2 separate regions of the Mus musculus genome follow, and region 2 is linked to region 1. A link is a contact called in public promoter capture Hi-C data. All regions are on one chromosome and are shown on one strand. Each heading gives the region's core, a stretch centred on a gene start, on an enhancer-like site or on the middle of the called end of the contact. The rest is flanking DNA. Distances are from core to core; before and after follow the strand shown.

Region 1 (4,657 bases), core at 1,240-3,739:
GTGATAATCCCCAAGATAACACCTGTCCTGTTCTGCCTGGACAGCTTCTACTCCAGCAGGCTGGCCCTCAAGGCCATGGGCTCACAATCCATTTACCCTTGTGAACTTCCTTTTCTCCTCTCCCCTTCTCCCTCAATAGTCCCTGCTTCAGACCCCAAGCCTGGGAACTGAGGCCCCGCCCACCTCTCTTCTGCCTAGCTACAGGCTACAGGCATCTTTATTAACCAATCACTGATAGTAATAGATGTTTAATTCACATCAGCAGCAGGCATTCCACAGTACCTGCTCCAGTGTTCTAGGTTCCCGGATGAAACACACACACACACACACACACACACACACACACACACACACACACACAGCCTTATAGTTTAATATGCCTCAAACAGCTCAATGGCTGGGCCACCCCCAAACTTCCGTGTGCCTAAAACCTGCCTCCTCCGATATTCCTGAGTTATTACTTACTAAAATCTATATTCCATCTTTGATGCCCTAGACCCAATGCGGGGCCCCTCTGGAGCCACTCTTATGTGATTGATATGCTCTCTCTTCTATACCTCTCAGGCTTACTCTTTTCCCAGCCTGGTGGTTTTAAATCATCTTCCTTGGTCCCCTTGCCCGAAAATCCTAAAGTCCCTCCTCTGTTTCCCTGCCCAACCATTGGCAACTTTAATTTCCAATCAGAACCAACTTGGGGCAGGGACCCTCAACATTTTACATGCGTATTCTCCTGCAATTTTGGGAACCCATTTAACACAATACAAGCGTCAGACCAAATTCACAACACTTGGGGCAGGGGGGCAAGGTTTTTACAGCAAAAGATGGTATGCAAGAGGATCTGCTCACCTTGAAGCAACCAGAACTTGGGGTACAGATTTTAGCATTTGAATACACAACAGCACAGGACCAACCCACTACAGCCCAGGCTAGCATCAAGCTCACTACATCTGGCTTAGAGATAAGTCTTGAATGAAGAAGCATATTGGGATTTTATTAGCATACGTGTTGTCATTTGAATTAGTAACTGCCAATTGTTTGATAGGCAAACTGGTTCAAAACAGGGAGATCAAAGGGTCTCTCAATTGGTGACACAGGCTAGCTCTCTGTCACACTGAAAGCTGTTGAATTCAAGCATCTACAGATGTGCTGAGGTGTCCTGGCTTGGTGACTGGTTGGGGGACAAAGGACCTTCCTGAAACAGCTTCTATTTACTGAATCTATTTTTCCACTCAACAGCTACCCAGTATGAATATAATCATTCCCATAGTACAGAGAACACAGGCTGGTTGGCAGAGGGGAGGTGGCTCATCAGAAGTCCATTTACTGGCATTTTAACACCAGGCTGAATGGCTTCAGGGCCAAATGAGGTGAAGGTGACTTGAGTCCCCATAGGGCAGTCAGTTCCTCTGAGTTGGCACTGAGAGGTTGGACCTGGTTCTTGGGTCCCAGGATATGGGGCAGCACACACCATTCTGGGACTGTGAGGTGAATGAAGGCCTCAGGATCTGGGAAGCCACTGGCTAATGCGGGCTCCTCCAGGAAAATGTGGGTTTCCGAGATCTTGTAGGCCAGGGTCCTGGAACCCCTTCAAGACACTAGGGAGAGCTGACGCTGGACCCAGGGAGCAGAAGAGGAGAGAAAAGCCAGCCTGGAGTAGAAACAGGAGAAGTGGAAGAGATGGGAGGGGGTGTAAGGGGGGAGGAGAAGGGGAGCCCTTCCTTGGGCAGGAACCTGGGGCCCCCCTCAGCGCAGGCTGTCCGCAAAACGATTCTGCAGATGGAAGGAATTAAGTGGGAGGGGGAGGGTCCTATGGTGATAGCGCGAGGAGTGTGTGTGTGTGTGTGTGTGTGTGTGTGTGTGTGTGTGTGAGTGTGTGTGTGTGTGTGTGAGTGTGTGTGTGTGTGTGTGTGTGTGTGTGTGTGTGTGTGTGTGTTTGAGGGAAGCGAGGGAGACAGAAGGAAGCTTCAAACGAGACACGTTTAAAGTGTCGTTAGAGAACATCGAGACAGTCACAGAAACACAATCGGACTAACAGCAAGAGGAGGGACTGGGAGAAGGAAAAGCTGCAAACGCCTAATTAACTAGAGAGCTCCTGGGAAGTGATGGGAACCAGCATACAGTAGAACCAACTGAATGTTTGGGCCCAATTGATTCTGAGCTCCTAGGCTGGGGAGCTGAGCTGACCCCGGGGCGGAGGGGGGAAATTCGGGAGGGGCCGCTCCTGGTGTGGGGGTCGGCGGCGTGCTACATGTGCGGACCCGCCTTCTTTCTTGTCTTGCCCCTCCCCCACATTCATATTCAATAAGACAACCAATGGGGGAGCGAGGATAGGACCGAACTGGCCGGGGTGGGGCGGGGTCTCTGTGGACCCCACCCTAGGAGCGGTCCCCGGAGGGGTCAGCGCAGAGGCAGATAGCGGATCCCCGGGCGAGGCGGGGCTGGCAGCAGGCGGGGCGGGGCCAAAAGTTTCCTGCCCAACTTTCTCTGCCTCTTTCCTCCGCCCGTGCGCGCCCACTGCTGCAGTTCGGGGAGGCGGCGGCGGCGGCGGGCGGCTGCGGGCAACGCGCGGGGCGCGGGACGCGGGGCGGATAGCCGTCGGGGCCGGGGCGGCTGGCAGTGGGCACAGGCTCCCCGGTGCCCGCCCCTCCGCCGGGAGGGGGGCGCGAGCGGGCGGCCGGGGAGGGGCCGGCACCGCCACGGCAAAATGAGCCTGCTGTCTGCCATCGACACGAGCGCCGCCTCGGTGTACCAGCCAGCCCAGCTACTCAACTGGGTCTACCTGTCGCTTCAGGACACACACCAGGCTAGTGCCTTCGATGCCTTCCGGCCCGAGCCTCCCGCCGGCGCCGCGCCCCCGGAGCTGGCCTTCGGCAAGGGCCGCCCGGAGCAGCTGGGTTCTCCCCTGCACTCCAGTTATCTTAACAGCGTCTTCCAGCTGCAGCGCGGAGAGGTGGGTGCCCCAGCGCGCGCCAGCCCGGCGCTCACTGTTTCAGGCCCCTCTTCTATCTGTTCCGCTCTTCCTGGCATGGCCCAAGCCGGCCCCGCATTGCCCAGTTCGGCTTGGCTTGACTTCGATCAGCTCTGCCAAATTTGCCGCCCGAAGTCCCTGGGGCACCAGGAGCGCGTCACCTCCCGGCAGAGCCTCCCGGAGCAGCTCAGGCCTGGGCAGGGCCCTCCCGCCCCCTCTCCGAGTTTGGAGCCCTGCTCCTAGTAAGCAGGCTCAAGGGTGTCTCCGGATTCTCTGCAGACTGCCGGGGTGCGGCTAGGGCGGGGAGCCCCTTCCTAGTCTTTCCTTCGCCCAACCTTATGAACTTTTCTGGCTGCCATTCTCTGGGACGGAGGATTGCAGAACCTGCTCTGAACTCTGAAAGGGCCTAAAAGAATCCTCCCACCGACCTCCATAGTTCTTAACCTGGAGGGCTCCCTGGAAAGTAGTTGCTCTTCCAGGGGCTTTTTCTCCTGTTCCCACCACTTGGGAACCCCTAGATCCACCCTGCAGCTGCTTGCCCTCCCCCAGGCACATAGGAAGTGGTTTCTGAGGGCTTGACCTAGCAGACTGTTCTGTCCCCTGCCTTCCCAGGCTGGAAGGAAATGAAAGGGAAATCCTTGGGGGGCGGGGGGGGGAGGGTTAGGCTGTGGCGATGGGAGGGCTCCAGCTGCCTAGTGCCTTCTCCCAAAACCTGGGATGTGTTGCAAAGGCTGCCTGCTCAATGGATTCGGTTACAAAGTCTACTGGACAGTGCATGTTACCAGCTAGATAAATACACAGGTGGCCGTGACCTCCCAGCCTCCTTTGCGGGTCTTATCCAGAGCCTTCCCAGAATCCATCTACTAATGGCACCCCACATCCGTTTGCTCCATTTTGGAAATTGCCAATACCCTCTGTGCCTTTCCCTTGCCCCCTGTGGTTTCCCTCTGCTAAAAGACGCAGGAGGTAGAGGGACACACACGGGGTCACTTTCACCTCTGACCCAGAGGTCATTGCGAGTGAGGCCTGTATATGCTGGAGTGTGCTGGGGTTGAGATGTGGCGTCAGGAGATCACCCTTTCTGGTCTCAGGTATGTGTTCAACACTGCCATGGTTTACGGGAAGACTCACAGACATGTGAAAGGCCAGCACTCCCAAGGCTGCCCTGCTGCCCTATGGAATAGAAGCTGTGCAGGAGGTCTGGGTATGGGGGCAAGACTGGAAAGGTGCCTGCAGAGCCCGGGGTGGGAGTGGGGGTGGGGGTGGGGGAAAGCACTTACATGCCAAGGCTCTTTATAAACCATAACACATGCTCTCTGCCCTGCGGAATGGTTCCTGGCTGGGATCTTCTTTCTTGTAACAATGTGTTGTCTCTTGGGGAGCTGACTTTAGGTGACCAAAGGCTTTGGAGAACTGTTTGTGGAGTATTTCTTTACTGGCTGGGTGTTTTCCATTATTAATTCTCTTAGCAAATATTTGTTGAGTTCTACACAGGACAGGGGTGAGGAGCCTGGGGCTGGGGGGGGCAGGGGGGAGCATAGACAATACGTGTGTGAGAGGAAGGTGAGTGATGGAGTGTTCTCATGGCTCATAGTTGGATAGAGGTGCACTCAGGGAACATCTTTCATCTAGGGAGATGACTGTGACCCAGAGGTCCCATGACCCAGCAGGGTCCCTAAGGAGCCTTTA
Region 2 (4,657 bases), core at 1,442-3,941, 1.6 Mb before region 1:
AAATTTTAAAAAGAAGCATTTGAATTAAACCCTGAAGAGAAATTTTATTATTTGCTTTTAAGAGAATGTATTCATCATTTTTCCTCAGGTAGATGGCATGGTTACCTGTTCCCCGCTGAGCTTTCTGTTAAGTGAACATCAAGTTGCTGGTGACTGAGTGCTAGAAGAACCTGGCTGCAGCCACGGCCACACTGCACACACGGTCTTCCCTCGAACATGCTCAGGAGGAACTGCCATCACACAATTGTGCCAGGCACAGGTGCTCGACACAAGCGCCCTGAAGGTCAACAGGTCCTGTCATCTCAGGAAGGCCTTCAGACACACAGGTTTCCTTTTATTATCGTTCTTTTTACAAAAAAAGAAAAGTTTCTTGAAAAAGAAACGTTCTCAGGACTTAATATCTATTTTATAAACAATTATATAATCTTGTTTTTTTTAAGACAGTGAGGGAATGTGGTTTTTGGTTGTTGCTGTTAGACATTTATAAATACTGGCGACACCTACCGGCAGAAAATATATATTTCTGTTCAGTCGCCTTTTGTGCTAATGAAACTTGCCCTGAAACCCACTTAAGTTTCTTTTTCCAATCTAGCCTATCTTCATTATTGGGAAGTGATTTATAGCTGACCAACAAAGTCGGAGCCATCAAGTTGTGTAAAGTGTACTTTGATTATGGTAAAGACAATTATATTAATAAAACTCAATGGTGATCCCTGAAAAATACCAATATTCCCCAAAAGCACTCACCTCCCATCCTTGTTTTTACATAATTACATCCCCACAAAGGGAAAATAAGATATACTTTATTTTGTGGATCCTATTAGTAGTGAGGAAAATTAGCATAACTGTTCCTGAAATGCTACAGCACATATATATCTACAGACTATGACTAACAAGGGAAGAAGGAATAAGCAGACAGGTTCACTCAAGCCTTTACCACAGGACCCCAAAACTCAAGACAAAAAGATGAAAAAAAAAAAAAAAGCCTGGTCAGAATTCCCAGCGATTTTCACTCTTATCTTCTCTGGCCCACTTTAATGTATTAACCAAACCAGGTATGCTTTATCTCCTCCCAGGAGTTGGAGAAGCCACCAGTCCCATTGCTACTGAAAACTCATATCCATTCTAGGCTCTATCAACCTGAACTCCATGACGGTACCAAACAGATGAGAGCCCACTACACTTCCACAGCTGCTGAGACTACAAACTCTACAAATATTCAACTAGCTACGGAAAGGCCAGAGGCTTATCTTGTGCTCAGCAAACAAAAAGGAGGATCTAACCAGAATCTGGTGGAGTCCTGTTGAAGGGAGGCAATCTTGTTGGAGGAAATGGATCTCTGATGCTACCAACCCCCAAAACACACCTATACAGAATTCAGAGCGTCAAGGGCACACACCAAGCAGACCTACATGTGTTGTGTAGGTGGAATCAACAGTGCTGTGACAAGGCGGGACACACACCTGCCTCCAGCGTCACTGCCCACCCCGAGTCTCTCAGAGTGAGGCAGAGGAAAGTGGAGAACGAACACACACACACACACACACACACACACACACACACACACACACAGACACAGACACAGACAGACGACATGATGAGCTGGTCCTACGGACTCCACCACAGCAAAACTGGAGTCTGATAAGACAATTAACTGTCTTCTCTAAAACCTTGAAAAAGAATGAGAATCGTCTTCTCCCCCAACTGAACCTAACCAACTTCTAAGGGCAGTCAGCAATTTGCCAGAGACAGGACACATGGGGGTGGGAGAGGAAAGCCTAAGAAAGCCAAACTGAGAGGACTCCCTGGATTACCCAAGGGCACTGCCCCTCTCCCCGCGCCCAAGTTCCCAGAATGGGAACTGTTTCTAGCATTTCAAGTCAGCTTCCCATTCACCAACGTTTTAGCTCGTTTTCAGCAGTCATGAAGGAGAGCCTCAATTACTCATTTAGCTCAGACCCAAAATGAACGACACCCTTCCCCCAACCTCCTTTATTGGTTACTTGTGACAAGTAAAGGTGCCCTGTCCCGCCCTTGCTCTCAAACAGCTACAAAACCAAGTGTGTCTGGTGAAATGTCTGAACCGGTCCCCAAGAACTTAGCTCTCTTAACCCCGGCCGGGGACGGGGAGACATTGCTTTACGAGGCTCTCTCTCGACACCCGGGCCTTCCTAACAGGGCAGCGGGTAGGTAGGTGCCTTTGCAGGCTCTAGACAGAGACTGGGGTTCGGTCTGCCAGTCGCTCGGAAGGAAAGAAGCAGCATCAAAGATCTGCGGTTCCCGAGCTCAGGGAGCAGGGCAGCGATAGAGGACCCACAGAGAAGGCGTGAGAGGGAACACTTGAAGGGGCGATCTGGAGAAGCGCAGCACGTGGGGGAGACGGAGAGAAAGCGAGCGGTACACAGGGTGAGGTGGCAGAGAAGCCCGGAGGTGCAGGTGTGTGGAGGGCGCGTCCTACCTCGTCCTTGGCCACCCCGCTGCCCAGGGGCGCCTCCAAGCTGCAGTTTGCCCTCTTGACAGTGAGGTAGAAGGGGTAATCCTTGGCCACCATGGCGGCTGCCGGGCCTGCCCTTTGAGATGTCACCGCTAATTTCAGGCGACAACAAAAATCCCGGGTAAAAGAGGGCCCGAGCTCCACGATGCAGGCGACGGCGATGCGAACACCTACAGCTGCTTCTTGCAGAGTGGACCTGACGCCTAAGCTCCACCGGGAAGGGCGGGGCCGCTTTAAGCCATGCCCACTGAGGGAGGGCGGGTAGGCGGGACTAGAGAGGCCCACCCCGCCCTCCAAGGAGCGCCAGGTGCGAACTTACAGACGCCTCCTGAGGCTGGGGCGGTTCTGCAGACTTTGGGGACCTCAGGGGACGCTTGCGTGGAGCTGCCAGACCCCAGACCGCTACATAGCTTGTAGCAAGGAAACCAGGACCCTAGGCAAACGCTGATAGAGCAGGGGGCAAGTCCCAAGCCAGGCTCTCACTTTCCGAGGGGTTAGGGGAGGAAACCTGCGTGTGCAGGGTTTCTCTACATCTCTGGCTGTCCTGGATACATTTTACTAAAAATAAGCTTTAGTAGGTAAAAGCAGTCCAAACAGTAAAATGCACCCATTTTAAGTGCAGTTCAAAAAGCACCGTGAAACCAAGCTCCAAAGCTGAGAGACAAATACTTTCCACCACGCAGTACGGAAGGAACGGAGTCCCCTCTAACCATCCCCTCTCCTCCCCCACCACACAGGCCCCTACACCTACAGCCTACACCCACGCTGGACTGATTCAGTCTGTTTCCAGCTTAGAGCGAAGACCACGCTTTTGGGGATCTTTTCTGGGGAAACACTGACGTTTTAAATGCCCAAGAAGTAATTACAAGATCGTTGCTGCAGCCCAGACCAACCTATAAAAAAAAACCAAACACACACACACACACACACACACACACACAAAACCCCAACAACAACAACAAACAAAAAACAAAACGAAACAAAACAAACAAAACCCTAAAAACAATGGTAACAGTCTTTAGTAAGAGTATTTAAGTAAGCTTTTCTAATTATAGAACACCACCCCATAGAGATCAGAGAGGAGAAGGGTCTATGGGTGTGAAACTGAAAGAGTTCCTTTATGTTGGCCTCAGTTGGAAAATAATTGCAAAAGGCTGGGAATGCCGGGCTTTGGGAGAATAGTTATCAAGTGTGAGGCTGTGAGTTCGATTCCTAGTATCCAATGTGTAACAATTCGGAACAAAGCAGTACACAGTTTGTGTTCAAAACACAGCTACAAAAGAGTTTTTCTTTCTTTTCTTTTCTTTTCTGTCCTTTTCTTTTGTTCTTTCTTTCTTTTTTCTCTCTTTCTCTCTTTTTTCTTTTCTTTTCTTTTTTTTTTTTTTTTTGATATTCTCTATAAAGATATACTTGGAGGTCAACAACATTGAATGTCTAGAAGAATCTGAGACAAGCTTACACTCTCCCTGGTGGCAGAGGAGAAACATCTGGGATAGAAAAGGTTAGTAATAGTGGACAAAGAGGCTTTACAGTTACAGTAACAATTTTCAACATCTTAAAAGAAAAATATATTCACATCACCCTGGGAAAAAAAGATTCATTTTTTTTAAGTTATCATTTCCTCCAAATAACATTTCTTAAACTTTGCTATAGTATCTTTCTCTCCTCCCGTGAAAGGTCTGCATACGGAGGGTGTTGTTACAGAGAGGTACTGAGTCTTGGTTTTGCTTCTGGGGTGTGAAGGAGGCAGTGTGATGAAGAAATATAGACCTGCTTCCAGATGAGGTCAGGACCCAGCAGTTCCTACTTTTCCTGGCAGGAAACTGCTTAACCTGCAGATCTTCCACCTCAGGTACCAAATCCACACTCTGGCACTAAACCCACTCATTATCTTGCCTGACTAGATAGCAGACAGACAGACAGACTGCCTCTGGAGTCAAGAAGGAGTGTATGTGTAAACAGGGCTCTGAAGTGAGTGGGTTCCTATTGAGACTGGAGAAAGCGCCTGCGGTTTTCTTCCCAAGTATGCAACAAGAAGAAAGCTGCAGCAAGAGGCATGGAATGAGAAGGGGCATGTGAGAACTGCTCATACACCTGTAAGCTTGGCCAAAGATAGTGTTAGGCAGAGGAAACCCCATTTCCAAGGGTGCCCAACCAAGCCAG

What was found. Promoter capture Hi-C pulls out the DNA fragments that hold promoters and counts their contacts.
Region 2: a contact with region 1 is called in a promoter capture Hi-C map of pre-B cells, with 3 times the contacts expected there. The contact joins the promoter of Arhgef3 here to the promoter of Zcchc24 in region 1. A contact is called at or near these places in 2 of 39 promoter capture datasets (liver and pre-B cells).

The regions. Positions count from the first base shown.
Region 1 is chr14:25,766,904-25,771,560 of GRCm38.p6, reverse strand. It overlaps Zcchc24 (zinc finger, CCHC domain containing 24), which reads left to right and starts at 2,489. Exons shown (of 4, transcript NM_001101433.2): 1 at 2,489-2,950. The coding sequence starts at 2,705.
Region 2 is chr14:27,334,071-27,338,727 of GRCm38.p6, reverse strand. It overlaps Arhgef3 (Rho guanine nucleotide exchange factor (GEF) 3), which reads right to left and starts at 2,691. Exons shown (of 10, transcript NM_001289687.1): 1 at 2,459-2,691. The coding sequence starts at 2,551.